Regions from separate parts of the Oryctolagus cuniculus genome. Here region 2 is linked to region 1. The links are chromatin contacts, called in public Micro-C maps. All regions are on one chromosome and are shown on one strand. Each heading gives the region's core, a stretch centred on a gene start, on an enhancer-like site or on the middle of the called end of the contact. The rest is flanking DNA. Distances are from core to core; before and after follow the strand shown.

Evidence for each region. Hi-C and Micro-C count contacts between places; a contact is called where the count stands out from the background.
Region 2: a Micro-C map of ear pinna shows a contact between it and region 1, with 3 times the contacts expected there. The contact joins the enhancer-like site here to the promoter of ZNF608 in region 1. A contact is called at or near these places in 3 of 6 Hi-C or Micro-C datasets (ear pinna, embryonic fibroblasts and skin fibroblasts).

The regions. Positions count from the first base shown.
Region 1 is chr6:14,274,464-14,278,210 of mOryCun1.1, reverse strand. ZNF608 (zinc finger protein 608) reads left to right here and starts at 2,318. Exons shown (of 10, transcript XM_070076059.1): 1 at 2,318-2,438; 2 at 2,527-2,686. The coding sequence starts at 2,645.
Region 2 is chr6:14,527,368-14,531,170 of mOryCun1.1, reverse strand. All of the region lies in intron 1 of LOC138850050 (a long non-coding RNA gene), which reads right to left. Among named protein-coding and RNA genes, the nearest start is that of ZNF608, 250 kb to the right of the region's middle. Within about 2 kb of position 1,655, at least 2 of the 8 cell types and tissues checked have an H3K27ac peak or open chromatin away from gene starts, as enhancers often do. A contact at or near this core is called in ear pinna, where this site is marked.

The DNA.
Region 1 (3,747 bases), core at 1,069-3,568:
GTCCTCTGATGCCTCTGGATTGGCCCCTTTGTCAAACAAAACAAAACACACACACAGGCAAAGCCAGCGGAACAACTCTGGTTTATTCAAAACTCTCCTGGAAGAATTTGGGAGGCCGGAGAGTGGGGGATGGGGTGTAAGTGGAGATCCTAGATGCTGGAATGGAAGGGAATGCTTTGATTTTTATCAAAGTGGTTTGGGTTAAAGACGGGCTGGAGTTGTGTACTTGTCCTGCAGTTTTGGCCAGTGGGGTTTATGCAGAGGTGTGATGTTTGGGGTCTGGGGAGATCAGACTGGGTATAGAGGACATGGCTTGGTTGTAGTTATATTAAATCTATGTGGCAGGCCCTTTTCCAACTTCACTAGGTCTCATTTTTTTTTTTCCAAATGCCCTTTGAAGTCCTGTTGTTTTAAGAGCCAGTCATTGATTTTTCTAAACTAGTATAACATATGGAGTAGCCATCGGCTTCCAAAGGCTGAAATGTAGATGACACCCCAGGGACTCAGGAAGTGCCCAAGAGTGATCTGGTCCTTTGAGAAACTAGTCTTCTCAAAGAAAAAAGTTAAAAAAAAAAAAATACCACCATATGGTGCTTTGTTATCATCAATGGGCCATGCATGCATGTAAAAACCTGGGCACACCAGAACATAAAACAAACATCAAAGTTAAAATGAAGGATAAGTGGATATCAGATACCTGATTTGTCCCCTTTCATTTAATGTACAGCTTTGATTTGAATACAGATAGACTTGGGGGAGATCTAAAGACCTATAGATGGTGTTCCTCTGGTTTAAATACCCCAATAAAGGCTGGAGACTGCTGTTTGTAACAACCTGTGATGTCAAATCTAGTTCATGTAAGGAAGTGAAACAGCTAATTGGCAATTTTTTTTATGGACTAAATATATAGAAAGCTCAGAGGTGAGTCAGTAGCCATTGCTTAAGATACGAGACATAACCATCCACAAAGTCACAGCTGAACACGGGAGTCACAGGTCCTCTTCTGGCAGCACTGACGCCTTCTGTGTGTCCCTGTGAGGTAGACACCTCCACTGTCCCGTGGAAGTTACCGTCCCAGCAGTACCCGCCCCTTCAAAACCTGGGATCCTGATGCCTTTGATTAAATTCGCAGCACTTTCTGGCTTTAAGATGTCCACATTCCATCTCCCGAAGAAAAGAATGGGAAATTGCAATGAAATATTTAAAATGTGGTCTAAAGGTTTAAAATATATAAACACGTTAGCTTAGGTACCCTTGGAACAGCTATTACAGTAAAATGCTCAACTTGTTATTTCATATTAACCTCTCTTATCCTGTGACCTCACAGTCCCATTAACTCGGCTGCTGGCATTCCTCCCACCATAAATCCAGAGGAAGTTCCCTGTCTAGGGGCTGCAGTCCCGGTCTTTCCAGGACTTAACCCCCACCCCGAGATAGGGTTACAGATCTGGGGGCGAGGATAGGGCGACTGAAAAATTGCCACCTGGGTTTGTCTAAGGGGTTAATCTGCCTAGAATATTTCTCTACCACCCATCGATTTTCATTTAAAAAAAAAATAATCCTGGCCTTTGGCGTTAATTCGGTTGGCTGGGGCTTTATTTTATCTTTCAGCCTTTTTTTTTTTGGAGCCGCCTAAGACCAGGTGGAAAAGCCTTGTTCAGGGAAAATCTCTTCCCAGAGTGGCGCTGCAATGGTTGCCAGCGCTCGAGGACCAGGAGCCTGGCAACAAAAGGGTTACTGGTTCCCCCAACCACCGCCTCTACCCCCGAATCGATTTTTCTTATTTAATCAGCGAGTTAAAAAAAAAAAGGGGGGGGGGAGTTGCAGGCTGGACCCTGCGGTGGGGGAGGGTGCGAGGCCCGAGCCGCGACTCGCAGCATCCGTGTCGGGAGCCGGGGCTACAAGCCCCCGGAGCCGGGAAGGGCCGGCCCCCGGGCGCTCGCCGCTCCTCGGCTTCCCGCTGCCCGCGAGCGACCGCGTTTTGCGTCCTGCACACCCTCACCCTTGCATTTACCGGCAGCCTGGCCTCGCAGCCTGTTGGAGCTGTGTTTTAATAAATAAGTGTTTTCTGTGAATGAGGCAGTCATTTTTTTTTCTCTTCCTGCGGGAGGTTCCTCACCCCCGATCTGGTTGGAAAAGAAAGCGCTTTGTCTGCACAGCCCACCCCCCCGGCGCACCCCACCCGCGCCCAGGGTGTGCTTTATACGCGGGTGTCTCTCGGCCCCCTCCAGTAGCCCCGAGAAAGCAGCCGGCCAATCGGAGGGCCCGGTTTCATAAAAGCTGCTCTCTGATTGGCCCGATGCGAAAGGGCACTGCGAACAAAGAAAAGTCCCTTTCAGGTACAGCGGCTGGGAGCTCGCTCTGCTGCGCTCCCCCGCGTGTGCGTGCGTTGAGTTCCAGCCCAGATTTCGGTGCTGCACACCAAGCCGGTTGCGCGTGTAGGCACTGGGGGCAGGGGGAGGGAGGGGAAGATTTTTTTCGTTGTTGTTGTTGTTTTTTTAACTTTACATTTTTTTTTATAAAAAGTACACAGGACGGTCTGTGACACTCTGATGGTCCATCTTCTTTCCTAATAAATTTGTTGAAGAGATTAGAATTTCCAAAATAAAGCGGCCGCCACCACCACCACCACCACACACATTCAATGCAGTTAGAAGGAAAAGGTCAACTCGGTGCCAGACAGACCGTAAGTACGGTTGCGTGGTGTGTCTCTTCTCTCTCTCTGGCGCTTAGCGGGGACTGGAGGCAGGGGAGTGCTTGGAAGGCGGAGCTGGCCCCAGGGTCCGGCTTGCGCCTCTGCAGCAGCCCGGGCCGGGGAGCCGTGTTACCCAGCGGAGGCTGCAGCGTGAGTTGAACCTCACGCAGTTCCGCTCCTCCGGGCGCTCGGGGGGACTTGCAGCGAGCTGCCCTTGCGGGGCTGCAACCCGCAGGACGATGGAAGCCACGCAGCTCCAGGTCCCGGGCCACAGGGTCAGTCCTCTCGCCCGCCTGCGCCCTCCCTCTGCTGTCCCGGCTGGGGCAGCCCCCTCCCCAGGCCGAGCCCGGAGAAGGGGGAGGGGACCCAGCCGGGTCTCTGTCCCCCTGCCACGTCCCAGTGTCCAATAATTTAATCTCAGACCCGTGTCCCAGTGCAATGGTGATGAGGACCGTTTTTTCCACCTCTTAAAAAAAAAAAAAAAAAGCAAGCAAGCCCTCCAAATACCATTGAGAAAGGAAGAGAGGAAAAAAAAAAAAAAGGCCCCACCCAACCCAAACAAACCCACAAATAGTAACAACGGTGTGTTTATTCCCGGGCTCGGCCCGGGAGCTCGCGAGACGGTTCTTTGTTTCCTACGAGGGCGGTGGGGTGGCAGTGTGGGGGTGGGGAGCCCCTCAAACGCCCCCGAGCAGCCCCCGGCCCCGGCCGACAAATTGGAGCGAAGTTGAGGAAAGGTTTATAAGGTGTTTCTGCAAAACATCTGCTGGGCTCCCCGCGCCCCGGGCAGACCCCAGGACGCGGGGCTCGGGTGGGTGCGGGGCTCGGGTGGGTGCGGGGGAAGCCCGCAGCACGTGCGGGCCGCCCCGGCGCGGGGGCGAGCGCGGGGACAGACCGTCAGCAGCTGACTGGTTGTGTGTGTGTGTGTGTGTGTGTGTGTTTTTTTAAAGACCAGATCAGTATTTTCTTGATACCTTGTCACCATTTTCGCTCTCACGACGGCCAATGGAGCCCGCGGCGCGCACGTGACGCGGGCGGGCCCGCTCCGGTGC
Region 2 (3,803 bases), core at 406-2,905, 250 kb before region 1:
CCAGGTGAGACGAGGTGGCCCACTGATTTGGTCCCTGTGAGGGCGGCAGGCGACAATGGCAGAGCATGCGTGGAGGTGAGCAGGGAGGCACAGACAAAGCGGGTGGGTGAAAAGCAAACTCAGGCTGTTCCAACAACCTGCTCAGGAGAACTCCAGCATTCATGCAAGAACTACCTTCCAAGGGCACACTCCAGGGACCTAAGGACCCCTCATTGGGTCCCACCTCCTACAAGTTCCACCAGTTCAAATAGCGCCACCCTCAGGAACAAGTCTTGAACACATGGGCCTCCGGAAGACACAGACACTGATACCCACATCGTGGCACACTCCTGTAACAGAGCCCACTGTGAGGACCAGCATGACCCATCCTGCCCTCTGTAGCCCAACAGGAATTGACTGAGGCTGGGAAAACCGGGCTAAATGCTGCTCCTCTCCCTACTGCTTTTGCTGTGAATAACAAATAGTTCTTTGTCCCTGACTAGGGAGTCTCATGTTTTCTGCCAACATCCATGAAATTTTGGCAGGATAACTTGCTAGTCTGAAAGCAGGGTAAAATCTCAGAACATTCACATCCTATTCAGTATGGTACCAAAAACTTAGGTAAATCTAATTATTTTATGTATGCAACATTATTTTAAATGGCCCAAAGAATCATTTTTCTTACTTTTATACATTTTTGTGTTTCATTCTCAGACCATTCAATATGTGTGCTTATTTTATTCTTTACTCACAAGATGTCCTTTTATAAAAAAAAAATACGTGTCTATATTTAGGCAGTAATTAAAGGTTTGTGCTAGTGACCAGAGATGACCAAATGCAGTACATTCTGAACACAGACACAGTCCAGAGATGTATCATTACCTAAACTTAGAACACTGAGGAATGCAGATTTTCAAAGAGTACAAATTCCATTTCTCCATCTGCCACATGCAGATGAGGTCATGGAATCAGAATACATTAACATTTCAAACCCAAGTTCAAGACAGTACCATGAAGAAACTAACAGCAGCAAATGGCAAATTCAAAACAACTACAGCTCTCATTATTTGATTATCTCTGATTGAAAACATGCAGTTGGGCCACATTCTTAAGAGTATTTAAAGAGACAGACAAAACACATCAGCTGATGGCTCTTCTAAAATCATACAATGAGATCACCAAAGCAAACATTCAGGGTATGTTTTCTCAACACCACAAACATCCAAGAAGAGAGTCACTGTTTTTCTCTAGCTCTCCCTGAGCCTGGCCATTCTGGAATAACAGGCTTCTACCATCTGCCCCTTCGTGAATGACTTGTAGAAACTGACATCTAAAATAACTTGATGGGGGTAATTAAACCTAACCAGTCTTGGCTACTTTCTCAAATGTCATAATAAAAGGGTAAAATTATATACTAGACATAGTTGTTTTCCAAAGTGGGAAACATAAAAATTTAAGGAGATGAATTATAATGTTATGACAGCAGTATTTTTACAGAGTGGACCTATGAATGTGGCACTGGTGAGACATTTTTCCCCTTGCCCTGCTGTTGGGAGTTGCCGTCCGCCCCTGCTTTCTTCCTCCTCCACTTTCCTTACTCGGTCATTATCAAATGCACTCATCTTGTTTAAATAACACGGTCCTTAACCTCTGTTTGATGTTGAGAACGTAGGGCTGCTGAAATTACAACCAGGAGGGTAGGAGAGAGGGCGAGAGACACAGGCAGAGAGGAAAATAGAAACAAAATTCACATTTAAGCCTTGTTACAACCCCAAAATATTCCAAGTTCAAAGCATGACCCCTTCTTCTGGAAGGAGGAAGCCAAACTGACAATAGATATTCCAGCCTAATAACCTGGTCAAACTGGACACAATGAATGGTTGTTAGGTTGATGGTTGATTTCAGGATTTTAACATGGTTTCATATTAACACAGCTCATGGGCCAGTATCTAATCTAAATAACTCTTCACAATTGTGAATCTGAAAGAAAACCCAGTAAAAGTAGTATCTCCTTCACCATGCATTTGTTACTGACCTATCAAGCTTTTAGACACATCTACACCAAAACTCTGCTTATAAACAAGACTTAGGGTGACTCAGATGGTACCTACTGAGAATCACGAATCTTGCTCGTGTTAGCTCAGTCGTCTGCCCCTCCGTAGCTGCCCAGAAGGGACATACATAACTCACCTTCATACCAGGGGATTACTAAAATGATAGCAAAGGAAAGCTGTGTTTTACAGTTCTTCTAAGTCACAAAGCTTTGCTCTCCCTCTCCCTCTTCCCCCTCTCCCACCCTCCCCCCACCCCCCGCCCACACACACAAAGGATTTACAGAGGCATGATTTGAGGTGCAATCTTGATTTACATAATCAAGAGCTCGCCAAGTCCAGAAGTCTATGGATTGATACTGCTTCACCACCAAAGTGCAGTCTCACTGATGTGATGTGTTCCATGCAAGCTCCCGAGAGGAGAAGCCGCCACAACCCCAAAGGGGAGCCCCTCAGAGTCCATCTTCCACTCCCAGCCAAGGGCGTGATGCTGGAAAGCCAGTCCCTCTGCTTTCCACTCGCCTAGGGAACAGCTACCGAGCTCACTCGCTCCCTGTGACGCCTTTTCTATCAAACACTGAGCCACTTCCATGCTTGCGTGCAGTGATGAACACACAGTAACCGCACTTTCTTCACATCAGTTCAGCTGAAGTCAGTGTGCCAGAATGTACCTTGATTTGGAAGATACAATTTTTCCGCCGATCTGTGAAAACAGAATCAACTGAGCTAAGTTTATATCAATTCTGAGAAGGGAAGAGGGGAGGGAGGGAGGGAGGGTGGAAGGAGAAAGAGAAAGAATGAAATAGAAAGAGTTGACTCCCTTCAGGGTAAGAGCTGATGGAATTCAAGGCTGCACTATTGCCAGTCCTTCTCACTGGGGCTGAGCCATCTAATTGCCACTTTGGGGGTGTCATGCCACCCTCTTCCCACCAGCCTCTGCTCACGTACAGGGACTTGTACGTGAGGCTCCCTCTACCTCGTATTCCTGGAACTCTGTGATGATCATCCAATCCTGAGACCTCTTCAGCCCTGTCATCCTCTCGGCACGTCGAAGTCGCAGCTGGGACCCGAGAGTGCATTGCACGTTCTCTGCATGTTCTGGGGCCACCAGGAGGCTGTCCGTGGCCTCCCTGCCTAGGTGTCTCGGTGCCACTGTCACTGCACCAAAAGCTGCTCCAGTATCACACTGGTTTTGCACTGCCTATAAGAGGCCACAGCTTCTGCTCCTGCACCCTGGGAGGGGAGACACACAGTCCCCAGCTCTGGGATCCCAGCTAGGATGTCAGGCTACTCCCTCCTCTGCCTCTTCCTCTCCGTCCTCCTTACCTCTCACTCCATTCCCCAGGGCTCACCCACCATTTTGGTTCTAGTTTGTTCTCTACCTTTCTCCGCCTTCCCACCTTCTACTCAGTCCTCTTTTGGCTGAGAAAGCTACTGCTTCATTTTCCACTGTGCTATGTTTCATGACACTGTATACACCAGGGGACTTCAAAATTACTGGAAAACTTCAAAGATGTTTCTTTTGGCACAACACATTTAGAAAGCCTTGACCAGGTTTTTCACAATACACGGTTTTCATGAACTTTTTGAAGACCGTCCATACACCTCCCACATTTCAGTCCTCCATGTCTTGCTGTTTGGTGTCTCAAACCACAAACTTCAGGGACACCTAATCCCTCTAATCACAAGCACTTAGCTCCGTCACATCAGAAACACAACGTCGACATTAATTGGTCAACACTGGAGGACGCTAATAAGAGGTCCATTGTTCTT